2 separate regions of the Canis lupus genome follow, and region 2 is linked to region 1. A link is a contact called in public Hi-C data. All regions are on one chromosome and are shown on one strand. Each heading gives the region's core, a stretch centred on a gene start, on an enhancer-like site or on the middle of the called end of the contact. The rest is flanking DNA. Distances are from core to core; before and after follow the strand shown.

The links. Hi-C and Micro-C count contacts between places; a contact is called where the count stands out from the background.
Region 2: a Hi-C map of blood shows a contact between it and region 1, with 2.1 times the contacts expected there. The contact joins two enhancer-like sites.

What each region holds. Positions count from the first base shown.
Region 1 is chr1:34,551,925-34,558,002 of UU_Cfam_GSD_1.0, forward strand. No RefSeq gene overlaps it. Among named protein-coding and RNA genes, the nearest start is that of HIVEP2, 240 kb to the right of the region's middle. Within about 2 kb of position 4,672, at least 2 of the 20 cell types and tissues checked have an H3K27ac peak or open chromatin away from gene starts, as enhancers often do. A contact at or near this core is called in blood, where this site is marked.
Region 2 is chr1:34,733,401-34,740,015 of UU_Cfam_GSD_1.0, forward strand. The region is part of intron 1 of HIVEP2 (transcription factor HIVEP2); the gene reads right to left. Among named protein-coding and RNA genes, the nearest start is that of HIVEP2, 61 kb to the right of the region's middle. Within about 2 kb of position 2,956, at least 12 of the 20 cell types and tissues checked have an H3K27ac peak or open chromatin away from gene starts, as enhancers often do. A contact at or near this core is called in blood, where this site is marked.

The DNA.
Region 1 (6,078 bases), core at 3,422-5,921:
ATGTGGCGTTGCAGCTTCTTTGCTCCCCTGGAGGGAGTCACCATTTCCTCACCACACCCTGGATGGTGCTTGAGTTTGGGTCATCTGCATGTCAGGCCATCTCCCTGATAGAAAACTAGAGAAACTTCACATTCACATTGTGCCTAAAATAAAGCTGATGGGCCATAGTTTTCCTGGATATGCAGTAAAATGTGTTTGATGTGTACATCTTCCAATCATTGATTTCAAAGATGTATCTTTGACCTACCCTCAATGCTGCTCTTTTGGTCTGGGTCCTCAAGCACCTCCAGCTTATTATCCCTTACTGAGAGATATGGACTGAAGCCTCAAGCTAAGGACCTGAAGTTGGCTGGTTCAGTCTCTACAGGGGCAGGGAGTTTCTCAGAGGCGATCTATATTCCATTTCCAGCAATGCATCCTAACTTCAGGCAGCTGCCTGTATTCTGACTGTATTTGTCTATTTTCTATTTGTCTATTTGGTATCATTAATCACAAGCTGAACTAGAGGCCAAAGCTGTTTATATCTCCCCTGTGATCCAGTTTACACAGGGGCACAAAATCATATTACAAACTCTCCAACCAATTCCAAGCTCGTAACCCCAACCACCTCTTTTGATTAACTTACACACACCAAGCCACTGTTTGCTCTGCTCTAAATCACCCAGAACCAGGTACAAGACCACCCCTAATGCCCAGAGCCTCCTGACACCAATCAAAGTAGCCAATCCTAAGCTTTTTGCCATGCTCTGCCTTGCCCTTTCCAGGGAAGGCACAATGGAGGCTCTGGGTTCTGTTTTCCCCTGGATCCTGCATTTGCCTCCTGAGCAGACCCTGTGCTTTCCCACGTGGTCCTGTTTGACCTGGCACGTCCCGCACTCCTCTTGGAAGCTTTAAGTCATGAAAATCTTTCAATAATGTTAGCCCATCTGTGTCACCACCCAGGCACCTTTATAAATTAAGACCCAGGCAGAAATCAACTTTACCCACACCTATTTTATCAGCTACAAGAACATTCTGGGAAGGAGATGTAACTGGTGCACCATGAACACATCACAACTACAGAAGGACTGACCCAGGGCAGGCTTTGCTGGGGCCAATTCAGCAGCATCTTCATCTATAAATAGAATGACCATATGTCCCATTGTGCCCCATAGAATCCAAGTTTATCCACCAACCTGTGCAATTAATAGTGTCCTTGTTCATTCTCAGAGCAGTCCTGGTTTAGAAAATAAGCCACTTAGTTACCTTAATATAAAGCACCAAAAACTAGTCACCCATTAAATAGGTAAATGTCTTCGTTGTCGAGGACTTATTGCAACTCAAACATTTAGTCTCACATTTCCACTTGAGGAAAGGGTTGAAATGAATGTTATGGACTTTCTAAAAATACAAGTGTTTGTCTTCACATAATATGCAAGAAGTTAAAGAGGAAAAACCAGCTGCATGAAGTATAGACACAAAGCAGAGCAATGAATCATGATTACTCTGAGGTTTCATTCCTGAGAACTGAGAGAGATGATAGTACTGCCTGCCATCACCGAAAAGCTGGACTCAGGGAGGCGTCACTAGGAGCCAGCCAATTGCTTCACCCTCTCCGTGTGTTTTAATGGTCAGTACCTGAGATGAGATACAGGCACTCAGTCATTCTACAGTACATTTTGTTTCCAGTAAGTGCTGGAATTTGTACTAAATTGTGTATGTATGCTGGCGATACAATTAGCATCGGCAGTAGTTCCTATCCTCGAGAAGTTTATTCTATAAAGGGAGAAGGTAACATATAGAAGTATTTCAATTAGCCTGTGAGCACAGGCCATTACAGGTCCATATAAGAGAAGCACTTACCCCAGTCTTGGGGGTTATAAATAATCTTTCAGTTTAAATTTGGAGTGGGTTGTAGGGAGATAGGATAATGAACTGTAAGACTCTGGTAGCAGTTGACTAGGGAATCTAGAGCTGATTGGAAGGTTCCAGAAGCTAAAGGACAGTGTCTGAGAGTATTGGAGCACCGGGTCGAGAGAAAGTCTGATACCAAGCATCCAAATAAACAGGATATAATTCCTAAATGTTATGAATGCCTGGCTCCAAGTCTTGGCATTCCTTGACATGTAGAAATGAGGAATGTTAAGGACTGATTTTCAATCAGTCCCTAAACAACCTATATTCCTTAGGCTCTGGGGCTGGTGCTGATATTTGTCCTTAAGATCGCTAGCCTCAGTTCTGTGGAGGAGAAGAATCAGCTGTGTCACAGGGACAACTTCCTCGCCATTCTCTCAGGGATGTCTGTCGAAGGTTGTTTATAATCAAGCCCCAAAAATCTATGACATGCAGCTGCACTGTCTGTGATGGTGTGTACGTCAATGAGAAAAATTCATGATTTAGGAATGCATCTGAACTATGTTTTGCTTCTCCACACCCTAGTCAGATGTAGGGTTGTTTTGGTCCTCTACAGAGTTATAAATAAAGAGCCAGCTCTAAAGATTTGCTGAAGCAAACCCAAGACTGAAGGAGCAATCCTTCTTAATTGACCTGACTTACACAATGTTTTTGGCATATGGTCTTGCTCTCCCCAGGCAAAGAGAACTCCTATAAAAAGAAATACATAATATTGGCCCTAGCATTATTTTAGAGTCCTGGAATGTTAGACACAGAAGGAACATTAGAGATCTTTTTGCCCTACACTTTTATCTTAAAGCTGAAGGACACCAGACGTTGTAGAACTGCTTAGTGGAGGTCCTCAACCGGGATTCTTTTTTATTTCAGAAGCAAACACAATTAGATTTCACACATTGGGAACCAGAATTTTGTTACATTGCTGAGTTCTAGATAGCAGTCTCTATTGTATGATTAGTATACTTCGACTGTTCTGTACCATAAAGTATTCAGTGCTTCATAGTGAGTTAGGGACAAACAGGCCTAGGCAGGGCTAGGTAGGGGGCTACGGAATCAGGCTCACAGAAATCCCAAAAATTCCAAGGTGTAAGTAAACCAGAGATAAGGAAGCAAGCTGGACCACCCTGCCCTAGGTGTGGGCGGGGAGGGGGTCTCTTTATGACAGTCATCTGTGACCAACAAAGAATAACCAGACCCCAAAGAAGAAGTAAGCCATTAAAGATGTTATCACCAGTCCTACCTCAAACCAAGACAGCACAAGAATCTCAAGGCCACAAGCTTCCCAGTCAGTTCTCAATAAAAGACTCTCACTACAAGCCTTCAGTGGCAGGGACCCCTCTCACTTCTGAGAGCTTTCTCTGTATCTTTGCTTAATAACTTCTATTGCTTTACTCACTCTCTGTTGTCCTCGAGATTCATTCTTCGACTCCATGAGACAAGAGCTAAGCCTTCCTGTATCAGTAGTGTAGGCCCCAGGATCCCCAAGGCCAATCATGGGGCATATTCTTAATGTTCCCTACTTGGGATCAGTCTCTCCCTTCTCTCACCCAGAATCAAATTTTCCTCTTATGCTTTGTTATCAAAGCTCTGCCAGGTAAGGCCTTGTTCAATAAACCCATTCACCTTGAGATATTCATATATGATAATATTCTACTGAAAGTAAGTCTATAAAATATTTACCTATGAAATAATACTTTTTAAAAAAGAGGCTAGCATTTTTTTTTTTAAAGATTTTATTTATGTATTCATGAGAGACACAGAGAGAGAGAGAGGCAGAGACACAGGCAGAGGGAGAAGCAGGCTCCATGCCGGGAGCCCGACATGAGACTCAATCCCAGGTCTCCAGGATCAGGCCCTGGGCTGAAGGTGGTGCTAAACCGCTGAGCCACCCGGGCTGCCCATGAGGCTGGCTAGCATTTTTTATTGTGAAGAGCCATGCGTTGCACCAACCATTTTAAATATATCAGCTCATTTAGTCATGACATCTCTACAAAATATCATATTATACCTATTTTTTGGATGGGAAAGTGCGGTTTGGGTGGTTGCTCTGTGTCATACTAACAATAAGTGGCAGTACTGGGATTGGAACACAGGCTACTTGAATTCTAAGTCTATGTACTTTATCACAGTGCCTGAAATGAAGCAGCCACTCTGCAAATTGTGACTGCTGCAAACAACAACAAAACAAAGATAATTGCACGTCTGCTATAGTATGCTTCCCCAAAGGCACAAATTAGGACCTTTTGGATTCAATCCCCTTTCAATAGCCTTCATGTTGAGAGTTTAACTAAACTACTCTATAATATTTCTGCCTTGGCATCCATTCTGTGTGGCCAAGTGGCCTGAGGGTCTTGAGCTGCCTGACACTAGCCCCTCCTCCAAGCATGTGCCCTAGACAAAATAGCTCTCAGGGCCACAAGTAAATGAAAGTTCCTGGTGTGACTCCCTCAACCACGCTGGTGATAAATAGTCTATCCCACCTCCCACGGCCTCCCCCTTGTGTATCCCTTAGAGGAGAGCCCCATGAATCTTACCAAAACCTGGCTCCTTCTGGCTTGAATAGACCAGACCGGCATTAGCCTGGCAACTCCAAAGCATTCCACCCCCCGACCCTCCTAAAGACATGAAACCCAGGTCCTGCCTCATGCTCTGCCTACACCCTGCCTCACCCATCCCCCTGTGGCTCCTGGAGGCATGCCATGTACCTCCTCCAGGACCTGTGGGTAATCAGCTTCTCTATTTCAATTCCCTTGTGGTGTTCTGCTGAACCTGTGGCTCACCATCCAGCACCCCAGGGCTCTGTTTAACAAATGTTCATTTAACAAAGTCACAGCACCTCAGCCTACACCTTCTCAGCAATTTCCTCTTCTCTCCATTCATTGATTTAACACTAATAATTTCGGCAGATAATTTAGGCGATACTAACAGCCAGTAAAGACCCTCTCTGACACAAGACTGCCTCTACTTTTCCAAGATGAGGAGGTGCCCCCAACCACCTCTTTTGATTAACTTGCCTCCTCCCTGCCCTGTTTGCAGTTGATCATCATTGCCATTACTGATCTGCTTCCTCTCTCAGGATCCTGCTCAAACCCCACTGGCCCCTGGAAAGGGCGTCTGTCCTAGATCACTGGCTGTGGAGGGATGAGCTATGAACTCACTCTACACCACCCAGGCCAGCCCATCACCCCCTCAGTTTCCTCTTTCCTCACTCCCAGCTCTACTCTGCTCATTAACCTCCTCATCTGCAGCATGAGAAGGTGTGCTGGAGAGAAGAACACAGGAAAAATCCTGGAACATGCTCAACATATTACTTTCATGAAGAGAACAGTCACCTCTGGGTCCAGATGCTTTCAGGCTCTAAGAAGGCCAATTGCATCAGCCTCACTGAGACAGACTCAACCACTCTAGCACCATCCCCACATGGCCACACTGCCTGCTGGAGGCCCAGTGGGGGTAGGGGTGGGGTCACTGCCTCTACCCATTCCTGGAGCTTCTGCAGCTGCCTACAGTTCTTTAATCCAATCAGAGCTACACTGTCCTGTTTCCATTACCATCATGATGAGATTGCCAGAAGCAAGATATTCATCCTTTCTGGCAAACCCATCCCTCTCAGGAAAGGCCATCTCTGAAGCTGCCTAGACTTCCTTACTTGTCCAGACGGTCTGGGGACTTTCTTAGGTAAGACCCCATTCCTTGGACCTTTGCCAAATCATTCACACTCTCTCATTCTTTCCAAGATCCTTGGAGGGCAATTGAAGAGAATGTCTTGAGTGTGAAGGAGAACCCCACTTCCCATGTAATAGCCTTTATGACATATAAAGGCTGAGCTCTGTCCACAGAACTCAATCAAGGACCCACAGTCTTGTTTTCTCTAAAAGCCACCTCCAAACTCTCTCTAGTGAAGATAACACTTAGAAGTTCCCTGTGCAATTTTTGCCAGAATTTTAATTCCGTTTGTTCTTTTAAGGTAGGCAGAATTGCCACTACCACCCCCACCCCACACACAGAGATGCTCACATTCTAATTCCTGAAGCCTGCAAATGTGTTACTTGCCTGACAAAGAGGACCTTGCAGGTGTGATTCAGTTAAGGCTCCAGAGGTAAGGAAAGTAGCCTAGATTACCCATGTGTGTCCAGTCTAATCACATGGGTCCTTAAAAGCAGAAAACCTTTCCCAGCTGTGACCAAA
Region 2 (6,615 bases), core at 1,706-4,205, 180 kb after region 1:
TTATGAGGTCTCATAATCTTCATCTGTAAATGATGACAGTAAGATATAAAAGTTTTTAAAACTTGAGTAATCACTGAGAAGAATTCATAAAACTAAGGAATCCTTCAATGCTATTAATGTACCTAGTTACATAGGTAGGAGAGAATCATTTACCAAATGAAATATTTTTACACCCTCCCAGAAGGAGCCTTATAAGTGGGTCATTCAATTGTTCTGACACTATCAATTAGGTATTATCCTAATTGTAGGTGATTTGGGGGGTTTCTTTTATCCTTATGTAATACTAGAGCAACATACCTACGAGAAGGTAAAATTAAGTATCATATCACCTCAGTGTTAGTGTTTTAGACACTTAGTGTCTGCATCACCCTTGTAAGCCCTACAACATAATAGAAATCTCAGTTAAAGGATAACATATTAACCAGGAAAGTCTATCAGCTTCTCTGACCAAAGTCGATACACCAATCATTCATACTACATTTGAACAGTCTGATTATCCATAATTAATAAAAGTGTCTCCATAGAAACCAAGTATACAGTGAAATTCACTTATAGTGAAGGATTTGCTTTAACAAAAAGACTTCAAGCCAAGATTTTGCTATAACTTAGGTTTACACATCATCATACACTGATGTCATTAGATATTACTACACCTTTAGGATTTCACAGTCTTGAAGATTACAAAAGCTCTGCACATGGGGAGAGAGAAAAAAAGGTTTGGAAGAAAAGATTTGCATATGTAGTTATAAAAATACCAAAGCAGATTCCATGCTAAGCTCTGCCAAAGGAGAATAATTACCATTGCCCATCAGCATGCAGCCTTGAAATTATATTCTCTTCTCCCTGCAGAAGCAGTCATCAGATTATCAAAATGAGGTTATCCTGACTACACTCAAATAGTTCTTATACAGAATAAGCACAATGCAATCAACAGACAAGCAGCGATTTCCCTCCCACACAAACTATAATCTTTTGTGAAATATATTTTTAATGAAGAATACATAGCCCTCCTACACGTTTGGTTCTGCTCTCACACTCCTCCACATAAAAGCATACATACTTTTTAAAGAGAAGGTGAAGAATTTTATAGCTTCTAATAACATCCCCTACAGTGCATGGCAAAAAGGAATATTAACATCTGAACTAACCCCCAAATGTATCTTTTTCATATAATGTTACTCTTATAAAAATAAAACAAGTTACCAATGGCTCCTGGGGGACAGTATGCTGAAATCAACATAAACAATGGATCTTACCAAAATTTTAGTGATTTCTTTCTATTTAGATACATTAAAAGGGCTAAATTCATTCAACAACTAATGACTCAAAACTCATGAAACTTAATTTTAAACTTGCAATTTCAAATTATAAATTGCTTGTCATGAGTCATACTGCTTATTCAAAAAGCAAGTGTTTGAAAAGAAAGTTTTTTGTAGGTGAGGTTGATAGTGGTACTCATTTTTCTTTCTCCCTCAATCATCTGAATTTAAAATGTCAAAAATTGAAACAATATGACTAGATCGTTGGATAGATTTTTACCATTAGGATAGCTAATTGGAAATGAGGCTATAAAAGGAATTATGTATGCCCATGCCCACTCAGTGGAATTGTAAGAGGCAAAAAGAGACAAAAATCCCTCCACTAGGGCTTATTTACCCCACACAGCACCTGGTTTAGGGTCCTAGGCTCTGGGATGTATTTCTGAATTTGGTTCCTAGGAGGCAAGCCATTAAGAAATTAGTTACAGTGATAAGTAGCCTTGGTAATCTGTACATCAAGGAGCTATGCCTTCATTCTAGGAAATTAAAAAAAAAAAAAAAAGGAACAAGACTAGCTAAAGCCAAATTAATCAATGTTATTTTTCCATAAAGAAATAGTCTTAAAAGATCAGAAAACCAATTTTGCCTAAATGCTTAAATGTTGTAATTGCTTTACACTAAAAGGAGTGTTTTAATTTTGTATAATTGTCATTTAAAAAACAAAATCATTGCTGAAAGGATAGCCTGCAAACACAGGCAAAGCAGAGTTGGTTTGACTCACGTGTGTACCTCAGCCCATCTAAATAGAACCTGCTATTCTCTAACTTAGCACAAGGTTAAGAACTACTTTTGCAAACAAAGCACCATCAGGGAAAGAGAGAGAGAGAGAGAGAAGAGGAGATGAAAAGAGAAAGAGGCAGGAAAGAAGGAGACAGGAAGACAGGACTAGGAAAAAAAGTTTAGGAGATGGATTCCCGCATGGGGAAGCAAATGTTGCTGCTGACAGGCTGGTGAATCAATCTCCATAGAGAGTTCAGGAGCCTCACTCTCACAGGTGTAAGAAAGACATGGGGAAACAGAAGAAAATGCGAAAACGTTGTGAATACAGTTAAAATCCCTTCCACGCGCATCCACTGGTGCCCAGCTCTACTCCCCAAAGCATGTCGATGTGAGGTGCAGGCAAACTTTCAGAATCCCCTCCAAACATATCCCGATGAAAGACAGCACAGATTCCCACGTATCTCTACGAACGCTGGCACACCTTTCGGTTCAGAGCCCCTAGTGCTACACGGGTTCCTGACAGCCCAGGCTCTCGCCGATGGAATCTGGCTAGCTGATTTGAGAAACAAAAGCCCAACTCATTAAAGAGAACTCGGTGCCTTCCCCGCCAACCCCGCAGAGCCCCTGGTGCCTCCACAGCAAGGTTCTGACTGTCCGCTTCCTGGGCTTCGGTCCCGGCGGTGCACCTTTCCCCACACACAGCCTCTCGGGCTAAGGAACCAGCTGAGCCAGAACTGCTGCTGTTCACAAAAGGAATTCCCCCTCCCTTCCCCTCCTTCTCCCTCCCCTTTCTTCTCTCGTCCCTCCTCCCATCATCCGCTGGTGAATAATAGCACTCTGCTACCTGCCTGGATCAACACCGTGAGCCCCTGTCTTCAAGCATTCAGAGAATTTAACAGCCTGGAAATTCCTGTTGTCCGTTCGCTGAGGTCACAGATAAAGCTAAACAACAGCCGTGGTTCCCATCAATCATAAGTCACTCACTGATAGAATGTATGGTAGGAGACCTGATGTAAGCAAGTCACCAGAGAAAATACCCACTGATGACGCATATCCAGGCATAAAAATAGTTACAGGGCCCTCAAAGGGATTATTCAACAGCCTACATTTAGACTTTCTTACAAGAGACCTGAAGTCAACGTGCTGCAGTTTAATGGCTGGATAGAGTTGAAGTTTTAAGCTTCCTCAACAGACAAAACCACAAATCACTGGTTTAAATAAGTGCCTGCAATAACTTAGTAAATTTTAGTTTAGTAAATTTTAACACGACTTTACAAGCATTAAACGGAACCACCAACTATCTTATAAAATGCCACGTAATCTCTTTTATTTGTGTCCTCCCTCATATAACAATTCCTTTTTTTTTTTTAAAAAGCAAGCTCTCCAAACCTTGATAATTGGCCCAAAGAAAAACAACATCCATTGCTTTCCAAATCGATGTTAGGAAAATAACACATATTGCAGTTCTGCTTCTATATCCTTTTAAAACATGTTTCTAAGGACAGCGAAGCTTAATTATATGTTTCACTGACCTTCTGCATGCCGTATTCACAATTATGTTTTTCCCGTATTGGTCTGATCCCTTATGGAAATAATGATCACATGCATTAGAGACACCTACTATGTATCTTACACATAGTAGGCATTATTACTGTTTGCCACATAAGCGAATGAATCAATGAATCAACGAAATGCTATGTACAAATATTTTAATTGAGTGACAAGTAACATGGTAACTAAGACTGAAATCCTGGTTTTTTATTTTATGAGGAAACTAACTTTTTACATGTGTAACAATTTTAATAGTTTCAAGTCATCTGTTCTCTTTTTCCTCCCACTCAAACATATGCATAGTTACCCTGCATAGAAAGGGCTTTTCACATAGCTTTCATATTAGAAATGTTGGATTTTTGCACATTTTAATATTTGAATATATAAAAATGTTCCCTTCATGGTCTCCATTAAGCAAATGTGCTGACACAATGAACAATAAAGGCAACTGTCTATGACATAACCCAAAATTCTGCCCCCGAACTTGCATACCCTACTTGTTAGTCTTCATTATAAATCCTTTCCTAATAGTGGACAGATTTACATTGTTACCCAGTTAAGTACTAGCTATGGAACATCTCTCTGTGAGAGAATTTATCTCGGTGCTTAATAATACTAACTATCCTACCCCCAAAATTGGCAAATACCTATTAGCAACATTGCCATAACTTTTGACAAATGTAAGGGCTTTATTCTACAGGGTACACTTCCAGCAACAGTAACCAGATGACATTTTTCTTCCTATACTGATAGGTTCTACATCACTTTCCTCAAGTATGATAACACTGCTATAAATACAAGTGAAAATTATTTTTAGTACTAAGATTTCGCAAAGCATTCACGTTTCTCTCCTGTGCATATGTGTCAACAGTATGTGGCCTAGTTTAAAGAATCTAAGCGGAAATGTTCACTAGTGCCCTCTAGTTGAGCATTGCTAAGGCAATTTTGAAGAAACACACGTGTACTTTACCTTACCCACTCACAAATATTGTAAAAACCATCAACAGCTCTGCAATTAATTATTCACATAAAAGGTAGAATAATAAAACAAATTAAATCTAGGGTCTATTTTATTTCATAAGGTTTCATTATTCATTTTTGAAAATGCATAAAGAAATTTTTTTTTATTTTTTTAAGATTTTATTTATTTATTCATGAGAGACACAGAGGGAGAGGCAGAGACATAGGCAGAGGGAGAAGCAGGCTCCGTGCAGGGAGCCCGATGTGGGACTCCATCCTGGGACTCCAGGATCACACCCTGGGCTAAAGGTAGACGCTAAACTGCTGAGCCATCCATGCATCCCAAGAAAATAACAATTTTTTTAAGGGGAAAAAAATCAAACAGACAAGATAATAAGACATATTTGTATTTGCAGAAGAAGAGAGAATGTACTTAACTGACTCAGAGACCAAAAATGTTTCATGAAATTTACAGAAGCTCATGTTTTTAAATAGCTCAAAAACTAGACAGGGCACCCAGAAATAATCAGGTTTCATCGTGCATCATACATTTGACAGCCTTCTGTCATAGTGATCTATGATGGTCAGGTCTGAATTGAGGACCTCAGATAATTTCAAAACAAAGCCTATCTCCAAAGCTGGCACTGTTTAAAATTGCACAGACATAACCTATCAATACAGAGATCACAGATTGAATTCCATAAGAAATTATTTCCATCAGCACTCCTGGTTTTGGTAATTCTATGCCTGTTAAAATTTACTATCACCAGCACAACTGATTTTCTTTTAAAGAAAATGGAACTTCCTCACCCTAGAGTAGAACCTGTGGTACCATTATAATTAGTTAAGTCTGTGATATTATTTTCTGCTGCAACAAAGAAGCTAAACACTGCTTGATATTAAGAAATGCCAAAAACTATGTCAAGGGGCAGTGCTAACTTTTATCTTTTAGAAATATTAAACAGCACAATCACCTGTTTACTAAATTAGGACCAGATTATTTAATGATCTGGACAGAATCATTGGTTTCATTGGGGTTGGTTTGGGGAGCATCACTGAAGACAATGTAGCAAAAAAAAAATCTGCTTTTTCAACATTAGGCTCTTTCTAAAAGCCATATTTATATCCTCCCTCTATGTCACTATAGAATACCAGGATAATAAATCTTTTTGAATGCTGTGGCTCTATTAAAAAAAAGGGAAAATGCATCCCTGGTTCACTATCCTGGGCCCAGCCTAGGACAGACCCATTCCATTCAGACTATAAGGTTAATTCTCCCTTCCAGTCTCAATATTATTGCAGGATTCTGTTTATTTTTAATTTATTTAATCACATACTTAAAATGTCTCATTGTTTAACAGCAGACTTTTCCACTTAACAGTTATGATTGCTTTCTGAACATTTTATGACTTGTAGTCAATTAAGCCATTGTCTTCACCCTTTCCCACCATGCAACACACCCACATGAGCATGTGTGAGCACACACACACACATATACACACGTACAACCTTTTCCTTACACCTAATCTCCTTTGATGAGGCCAAACTTTCACCAAACACATGTAAGAGTCATCTTTAACTTCTCCTTGCTCTCAGCTCTAATCCAAAAGCTGGACAATTTTACCCAAGTTATGCCCTTGTCTTTCTTCTCTCCAACTCCACCACTGTGACCTCAGTCTTAGCTTTCCATGTACTTTGCCCTAGGTAAATACAATAACTATCCTATAATACTGCAAGTAACCTTTATAAAACAGAAATCTGACGATGGCACTCATCGGATTAAACCTTTCAATGGCTCCTGGCTGCATCATATGAAGTCTTGCATCAGAGAACATCTTACATGATCATAATTATTCATTATGTGTCTAAACTCTTTTAGGTTTGAAGCTGCTTGAGATGAGAGACTATGCTTTGTTGCTTGTTGCATCTCCAGCTCCCGGCATTTGCTGAATTGAAGTGGACCAAATGGTAGGACAATGCATTGACAACAACTCCAAATGTAGTTCCACTATACTACATAAAGAGACAGCATGGCAGACCAATGGGTTCAACCCACAGCCATCCT